Regions from separate parts of the Mus musculus genome. Here region 1 is linked to region 2. The links are chromatin contacts, called in public Hi-C maps. All regions are on one chromosome and are shown on one strand. The core of a region is the stretch at or near the end of the contact, and the rest is flanking DNA. Distances in the headings are between cores, read along the strand shown.

Region 1 (4,786 bases), core at 111-2,610, 41 kb after region 2:
TTATCAGGAAAAATTTCAAACACAGCGAAGTTGAAAGACTTGCACAGTGGATATGCCTACCCACCTTCTCTTATAAACACCAGTGACCTGGATCTGCCCCATCTGCCCTGCCCACAAGCAACCCGCCCCAGAGCCATCTTGCTTTGCAATACCTTTCAAGTCAAGTTGCAGAGGACATCTGCCACCCACCCCTCCATGCCTATCCCAGTAAGCAAACCACAGATGGTTCCATTCCATTCTGTCTTCTCTCCCCCTCCCTCCCTCTCCTTCCCCCTGCTCATTCCCTTCCCCCAGATTTTCAGACAGGATCTCTTCCTGTTACCCTAGGTGAACTGAAACTTCACTACATAGACCCTCAAACTCACACAAAAATCTCCCTGCCTCTTCCTCCAGAGTGCTGGGATTAAAACTTCCGATAAAAAAGACATCTGTATTAGTAAAACACACCCCTGGTCTGCCTGTGAGGGTGTTTGCAGAGAGAACCAGATGTTAGGGGAAATCTGTGGCTTGATCCATCGAGGGACTCAAATTGTTACTTGTCTGTTGGGAAGAGTTGGATTGTGGAAGGGTGGGGCATGGTCAGAAGAAAGGGGTTGCCATGAAGGCTTGCCCTTAAGGTCTCTCCTGACCCTGGCTCCTTCCTGTCTCTCTGCTTCCTGGGTGCCATGATGGGAGTGGCTTTCTCCCACGGCACCCTTCCTGCTTTGTGTTCTGCCTCTCCACAGAGAGGCATAAAAACAGTAGGGCTGGAGACCCCGAGTTGAAACCTCTGACGTTGAGATCAAGTCCGGTTAAACTGTTTCTCTTGAGTTCTTGTCACGAAAGGGGAGCACGTGGGCAGCACAGCAGCAAACTGGGGTCCCGCTTCGCTTTGCATCTCTACTCAGCTTTTGCCGCAGAATTTTGTACTAATTTGATAAACTTTATGCTTGAGATGTGTGCGTGCGTGTGCTATGGTTGGGAGAGACTCTGTCCCAATTATGAGCCCACTTTTGTGTTTAAATGGTGTGAACACTAAGCAACTTTGTTCTTACAAACAAGTCCACGGAGACAAAGGGAGCTTTGTCACAGCGATTCCCAAACACACAGAGCTCCATTATCAGAAAGAATGGAAGTGGTCAGCTGACAGGCAAGGCTGTGGGCCACTGAAGCCTCTGCTTCTGTCTGCAGAGGGCTTTGTTTTATCCCTCCCCGCTCCTCACCCCCCAGCCCCCGGTGCACTGTCAGAGGTTACACTGCAGGTGGGAATCCCGGTGCAAGAGTCAGAGGGGAAGATAGAAGAGGAAAATCTAGACAGCTCAAGTCAGCCTTAGGCCTTGAAAACCGCCACCTAGTGGTCGCCAACAAAGGAGAGTGATACCACATATCGCCACCAGAGAGCGCTGTGCCACCAAAAGCACAAGGGCAGCGAGGGCACCCCTCTTTCTTGTCTACCCAACCCAATCTGCTGGAGTGCCTACACCAGAATTCTCCTCCTGGTTAGTCTCATCTGCTCTACGCTGTAGCAAAACCGCTGGATCTGGGTACCGGGTGGCGTCAGGATACCAGGAAATTCTGCCCTGGTGATATTTTCCTTAGTCAGGCTGGAACCCAAGTCTGTAAAAAGGACCCAGGATGAGGGGGCGCTGAACCCAGGCTCCTCCTCCTGAACACGATGAGCCTGTGTCCCTGCTCCAAATGATGACCACTGTCTGAAAGGGAAGTGAGAAAGCCAGGGGTAGCTCAATAACAACGTAGTTACCAAGAATCCACAAAGCAACAGGTTCCATCCCTAGCAACAAGAAGAAAAAAAAAAGTGAGGGAGCTTCAGGGTCCACAGCCCTCCCCTAACACTGGTCACACCCAAAGCAAACCCGGTAGGAGCAAGGCCATGTAGGAGCTGTGTGCCCAGCTGCTGTGGGTGAGGCTGGGCCTTGCAGGTGTTGTGAGCTCAGTAGACAGTAGATGCTGGTACTGGGGGCCTTGAGCAGAACAGGCTCCTTTCCCTGACGTTCAGAGAGACTGGAGCTTCAGGCAGGGCCCAGGTCACCTCCCCGGGCTTCAATCTGCCCATCTGCTGGGCGGGACTGTTGGTGGCTGACTCAGAAAAGTGAGCTGTCTGAGTGGCTAGGAATCCTCAAGGTGCCTGCATAGATCTGGTGCTCCAAATACAGGACACTCCTTCCTGTTCCCCAAGTTCAGGACATCATCCAGGAGGCTCTGGGTTCCATTTGTTGTAGCATCGATAAGGTCACTCCTTGATGGCTACCGTCTGACCAGGCTGAGTCCTCAGCCCAGCTTGCAGCTCTCGGCTGTGTCAGCTCCAGCTGTGGGAAGGAGGGCCCCACTCAGAGAATGGTCAATCTTGCCCTGAGAACTTGGCTGGAACTAACCAGACCTCCCTCCAGCCACTGGTTAAGCTTCTGGCTGCTCGTTAAGCTCTCTGCTCCTTCCTCCCTGGCCTAGGTAGAAACCAGCAAGGAAGTGACCTCAGTGGGTGTTTTCCTCAGAGGTACTCACTGTGAAGTCCCAATATGGACATGGGAACCAGGGGCTTTGTGACTTGAGGGGTAGAGGGTCTCTGAGTACCATCGGGGATTGAAGAGACTAATATGAGTCAGGACCAGGGATGTCCCGACCTGATTTGGGTGACCAGGCATAGCTCAGGAGAAAGGACCCTATACTTGGGTATAAAGAGTACTTGCAGGGCCCCAGTTCACCCAAGAGACAGTTCTGAGCCTCCAGGACCTCAGCTCCAGCCAGCCTTCGTACTTACACTGGGCAGCTCCGAGACAGTGGTATCTGTCAGTACAGATGAAGACCACAGGACTCTGGGAAGGGCTATGGTAGGCTATGGTAGGCTGGTGGGGTGGGCCCAGCTTCTCTCAACTCTGGCCCTTATTATGTATGACGTTCAAGAGCCCTGGGAGAGGCCAGAATAGTCCTGCTCAGGAGCAGCAGGCCCCGTGTGAGGGGCAGAGAAAGCAGGACTTAGCACCTCTGACAAGCCAGTTAGGCTTCACTCTTTCCTAATGGTCTGTGGCCTTGGGTCCCACAGTAACTTTATGCTTAGCATGTGGAGGAGCCCTGGCTGGCTGAGCCCCAGTCACTAGCAGAGGGGGGTGGAGGGACTCAGGGTCTCCCATCCTCTTTAACATCTGCTTCAGTCCAGCCTTCCTGTGGGATGTGTGGTATCCATATCTCGTCATGACTTTGATTTTTTTTCTCTCCCAGTATGGTGAACATCTCTCTCTTCATGGGCTTGGGCCATTCATGCATCCTTTTTGAGAAAAAAAAAATGCCTCTCCCCTACCATTTTTCTCTTAAACCCCTTTCTCCTTATTTTCTGCTGATGCGATCTTCCATCTCATCCTTCTCTTCCTCCTGTTCCTTCTTTTTGAAATGGGGTCTCACTTATAGCCCAGACTCACCTAAAAATCATTGTGTGTCCCAGGCTCGCACCTCCTGCCTCAAGCCGTCTGAATGCTGGGATTCCAGGTACAAGCCACCCACTAGGCTCCTTCACACTTGAATTTATGTTTATATTTACATGCTTTTCTGTGTGGGGGTGTTTTTTCATGTATGTGAATATGTGCATCACATGCATGCCTGGTGTTCGTAGAGGTCAGAAAAGGGCCCTGGATCTCCCGGATCTGGAGTTACATACATTCATGATCTATCACATGAGTTCTGGGAACTAAACCCCAGTCCTCTGCAAGAGCCGTACGTGCTCTAAACTGCTGAGCGGTCTCTCTGGTCCTTAAAGCTTCCTGAAATGCTTTCTGTCTATTGTGTATGTATTGATTTGTGTGGGAGGGTACACCTGAGGAGGTCAGAGAATAACCCACCGGAGTCAAACCTCTCCATCCACCTTTGGATCTCAGGGATCGAATTGACATTTAAGCTTGGTGGAAACACCTTTTACCCACTGAGCGGTCTGAACAGCCCTTATTTTCTTAACATAATGTATTTTTACTATATTCACTCCCCCTTATTTTTCTAACATGTATATAATGTAGTTTTGCTATATTCAGCCCCCAATGCCCTTTCTGATTCCCATCCCACTCCCACTCCCTCGGGATCCCTTTAACGAGTCAGAGCCCTCCTACACGGGCGACCCCTTTTTATGACAGAGTTTAATTAGTGTTGCTTGCAGGAGTGTGGGTGTGAATCTGTGTACCGGAGCGTGAGCAACTTAATCAACAGCTAAGGGCATCACTGGGGAAAAAAAAAAAAGTCCCGCTCCTCTGGCTATGCAATAGCACCTGGGAAAAGGGGCGGAGCCTCATGAGCCCCGCCCCCTCCGTGCTGGAATGTTGACCAGCTCCATCCTGTGCTGGTAAGGACAGCTGTCTTGAGTCCAGGAACAGCCATACTGTGTACAGAGGCAGCATTTCACAGCACTGGCCGAAGCCTGTGTCTCACACACCCTTTCCTCAATTCTATTCCACCGTGTGTGACAGTGACAGAGACATGTCCCATTTAGGGCCGACCCTCAAAGGTCAGTTCCTAACTGTGAGTCTCTACATTAACTGCTGGCCACTGCAAAAGGAAGCTTTTCCACACTGCTGAGAACAAGATTAATGTTTTTTATTTTCATTTTAAAATGTTTCTCTTCATCTTAGCATGGCCCTTGCTCACTTACATTCCGTTAACTCTGATTTCTACAATGTTTTCTATTTACCCCATAATCTTTTCTAAGTTCTCCTTTCTGGGCTTTATTAGTTCTCATCTATATGATGGGCTGCCGTGGCATCGCTGTCCTGGTCACCATTGTGAGACAGGAGAAAGAGGCACGCAGATCCAG
Region 2 (4,139 bases), core at 1,096-3,595:
ATCGTTCTCTCTGCACCTCTATGCCTTGGCAGCCAGAGCCCATTTAGCATAGCAGACAATCAGCCTGGACCATTCCGCCGGAGGGCAAACACCCAAAGGAGCCCTGGGTAGCTGGAAACTGCAGGCCTCGTGATGCTGGTACGGCCTGGGTCTGTAGCCTGACTCGTGCAGAACAGTCATCCCTGTGTAAACAAGATCCCCACCTGCAAGCGCAGGGGCTCTTCATGGCCCCTGGTGCCCCAGCCTCTGGTGGTCCCATACACGGACCACACACATGGGTCCTCCCTAGGGAACTTCCCTTGGGTCAACCTGGCTAGACCATGTCCGCCATGAGGCTGCCTCTCCTACAGGAAAGCCCCGAAGGCCAGAGGAGTCAGATCAGGCTATCTTCCCACTGACCACCGCCATGTCACCTGTCTCAGGGTGCTCCCTCCTGCCTCAATCTGCACACAGTGAGGTGACTCCCAGTTTGTGGACAAAAGCTCTCAAATTCATATGAACAATGAAAGACTGGTGTCAAGGAATGCTCCTCAGGAGGGACAAGACTCTGTCCTACGGAAGAGTCTCATCCTCCCAGCCAAGTTTGGTCCACATTACCTGGAGGCTCTTAGGACCACTCCTGGCTTCCAACAGACTCCCATCAAAACCTGACCATAGTGAGTTGAACTGCATCTCTTCCAAGTCCTAACCTTGCTACCTGTGGATATGGTTGCTTGATCTTCTCTCAGGAAAAGCAGTATCAGAGACTGGCAAGAGGATATTCAAGAACAGGGGCAGAGGCTGGAACACACAGGAGGCTAGAGCCAGCAGGAATAGACGCGTAGGAAAGAGCTTCTCTAGTTCTAACTCTAAGGACACTTCGATTCTGGACTCTCGGCCTCTACTGTGGTGAGAGCGTTAACTGTTTCATGTTCTTCATCTGTGGTACTAGCAAGAACCCCCTTCACCCAGCCTCCTACATCCTTGTGTTCTCAGAGACCCGTGCTTGTCACCCACCTCCTTGCAAGGGAGCAACTAAAAACATGGATGGGGAGGGCTGGACGTGGGAATTCACTCTCTATTGCAGGAGCATTGGTATTCCAGGACCCAGGAAGCCTCAGCCAGGGAGAGGGTGGGCTCTTGATTGTTGTTGGCTGAGGACACCAAGTGACCACATTCTACTGGCTTCAGACAGGTGACAAAGAAAAAAAGGGTGAAGAAACTCGGGAGGTACAGGGAACACAAAGGAGATCCTACTCACCCACCACACACACACACACACACACACACACAGACAGACATATAGACACATGCACAGTATACACACAGAGTACACACACACATAAAGGCACACACAGAGTACACACAGAGAGACACACATACACACACACACACACACACACACACACACACACACACACACACACACACTGTACATGCCTCCAGCTTAAGGGGAGCTTAAGGAGCTCTACAGACATCCTCTGCCATCTTTTCCCAAGAGGAGTAGCAAAAATAGAAGACTACCCGCTCTTTCCAAAGTGTAGTCCCTTCCCCCACTCACAGGAAAGGGGTGCAGGCCCAAGACTACTGCAAATGGTCCCAGGTCCCGAGGAGTGTGGCCTAGCTTAACAAGAGAGCCCAGACATGCAGCCATGACAGTGCAACATCTGTGCTCCAAGGGGTCAGGACTGAGAATTCGGAGTGATGCATCCCTTGGGAATAGAAAGAGATCATGTGGGTCGGACAGACAGCCTCATAGCCGCTGGGCCTGTGTGTAAACAAAGGGCAGTCTGCTTAAAATAATGAGGCTGAAAGTGTTGACACTTGCAGGCCTCTGCAGCAAGAGAGGTGGAGGGGCTCATGGCCCCGGAGAGGAGAGCCTGATAGGTGCCAGGAACCGTGTGAGTGTTGCATCAGTTTGCGCTGGGCTGCTGAAAGGCCTAAACTTACCCCTCGTGTCCCTTGCAGAGGAAGAAGAGCGTGCGCCATGCGTGCGCAGCAGCCAGCAGCAGTGACAGGAGGCTGGCGAGCAGGCTGAAGCGGCAGGCAGCCGGTGGGCCCCACTCCTGCACAGTGAAGCGCTCCCGCCCCTGCATCGTCAGGTTGGCACTCAGCCACATACCCTCGGTAAAGAGTAGGCAGCGGCCACGAAAGTCGTGGCCGTTCTCGGACAATGGCACCACCACCACGAAGCTGAACAAGAAGGCCAGAAAGTAACAGACGCACTGCGCGAAGAGGAAATTGTTGAGCGCCATGGTGGTGCCAGGATGAGAGGAGCCGCTGGCGAGGCCACCGGACAGGGACGCGATCGCTCCAGAAGCCGGGCCGCGAGTCTCCGGCGCCGCGCAGGCCGGTCCCGAGCCGCGTGGGAGGCTGCGCAATGACGGCGCCCGCGGGTCTCTCGCGTTGCGCGCAGACGCGTGCGCACAGGCCGAGCGTGGGGCGCGCCTGCGGTCAGTACCGCGGACAGTTCCCGCGGCTGCAGGATAGGTAGACAGAGCACTACACTAGACAGACTGCATTGGTGGAGACGTGCCATGGAAACCTGGCAGGGGTCGTGAGCATTACTAAGTCAGCTTGGGGAAACCCGACTCTGTCAGGAAGGGTACCAGCAGCGAAAGGCTAAGGAGGAGAAGGATGGAGTCCTATGTGCAGTTCAGACTCCTTTGCCAGGGCCTTTGTCTTTAAAGCGAATGGAGGAGGGAGGCAGAGAGTCGGGTCGGTAGGTGTGAGGATAGAAAAGAGGAAGGGTTCAAGTATTCCTAGGCGGGAGCAGACTCGTGATCTGTTTGTGCTCCGAGAACCATGCCCTCAGCCCCACAGTAGAGCCCTCCACTCCGCGTTTGTAAGATAAATAATGGTTGCCCTGGGCACCTCATTAAGACCTCTTTGCTGTGATGGAGCTGGTGGTGCATTAATTAATAGAATTAATGACTTTTCTAGTTTCCCTTAATACCAAGTAACCGTTAGTCCAATTCCCAGATGAGTAAGCCCTAGAGACATCCTTCTGGATATAGATTACATCAGCATTATTTTTGGCTTCAGGCACTAAAAATTCCTTTTGTTTTATTGCCAAAGTAATATGGGCTTGTTTTTTTTTTTAATTACAATGAGGAATATGTGTGATACAAAGACACCAAGTTTCTTCCTCTTCCCTCCACTCCGGCACATCGTTACTACTCGTGACAACCTGATGTCTACCCATCCAGACATTTTGCACCACGCACACACAATTTTCAAAAATGTTTCATACTATGCCTGTGTCTACAGGCAATTCAGTCATCCAACAGTATGCATTATTCCCTGTCTGCACAAGCAAGCCCGTGGTCTTCTTTCTAGTTATTGTGTAACATTCCGTAACATTGACTGTTGTGTGTGACTATCCCTCTCTGGGGGGACATTGAGCGTCTCCAGTGTCTGTTGTTTCCGGCTCTGCTGTGTGACATCCTGGTGTCTTTTTCTGCGGCTGTGCCAGCTGTGCAGGCAGCACATGAGTCTCTATGAAAGTCTTAGGAGAAGAATGACTGGGTCATGAGGTACGAACACTTCAAGTGGTGTTGGCAGGAGTCGCCAAACTGGTCTCTGGCAATATCGTGAAGATAGTCCACACATCAACTCTGCAGACCCTTCTCCTGAGCAGGGCTTTCAATCTGGTTGGTTTTTACACACGGAAAGACAGCTCATTGATTTGTGACTTGTCTTCTGCTTATCACTGGGAGGTCAAAATCTGCTCATAGTCATTACCATTTGTTATCCGCCTCTGCACATAGAGCATTCATTTTGCAATCTCTTGAGTACGTTATATGAAGGAACAGGATAAGGTCTGCAGCAGCTACTCTTTTCTCAGAGAATCCACCCAGGGTTTCTTCCACTGCCAAGACTCCCCAACCCAAACCAGGGGGGATTGTTTAGGAAGCTCAGCCTGCCCCATCCCAAACACAAATCCTAACCATTCATCAGCACTGGAAAATTTTGACCAAAAAACAACAAACAAACAAAATTGACCCTGACAATTGAGAAGGAAACAGATTGCATCAGAGGGATGACTAAAAAGGGACTCTGGTACCCTAATTTATGAGTTCCACTTAACCTTAAAAAATAATCAGGGGCTGGAGAAGTGGTTCAGACACTGGCTGCCCTTCTAGAAGACCAAGGTTCAA

The links. A called contact is a pair of places that touch in the nucleus more often than the background predicts.
Region 1: a contact with region 2 is called in a Hi-C map of the C2C12 cell line, with 3 times the contacts expected there. The contact joins the enhancer-like site here to the promoter of Tmem179 in region 2. A contact is called at or near these places in 3 of 15 datasets of contacts at CTCF or cohesin (the NIH/3T3 cell line and embryonic stem cells), 48 of 484 Hi-C or Micro-C datasets (the AML12 cell line, the C2C12 cell line, the G1E-ER4 cell line and 29 more), 13 of 115 datasets of contacts at active chromatin or transcription factors (SST interneurons, bone marrow-derived dendritic cells, embryonic stem cells and 4 more) and 4 of 9 other capture datasets (adipose tissue, embryonic tail, liver and 1 more).

The regions. Positions count from the first base shown.
Region 1 is chr12:112,550,846-112,555,631 of GRCm38.p6, forward strand. No RefSeq gene overlaps it. Among named protein-coding and RNA genes, the nearest start is that of Gm40584, 18 kb to the left of the region's middle. Within about 2 kb of position 1,361, at least 76 of the 459 cell types and tissues checked have an H3K27ac peak or open chromatin away from gene starts, as enhancers often do. A contact at or near this core is called in the C2C12 cell line, the G1E-ER4 cell line, bone marrow-derived macrophages and 6 more, where this site is marked.
Region 2 is chr12:112,508,815-112,512,953 of GRCm38.p6, forward strand. Tmem179 (transmembrane protein 179) reads right to left here and starts at 2,346. Exons shown (of 4, transcript NM_178915.3): 1 at 1,930-2,346. The coding sequence starts at 2,234.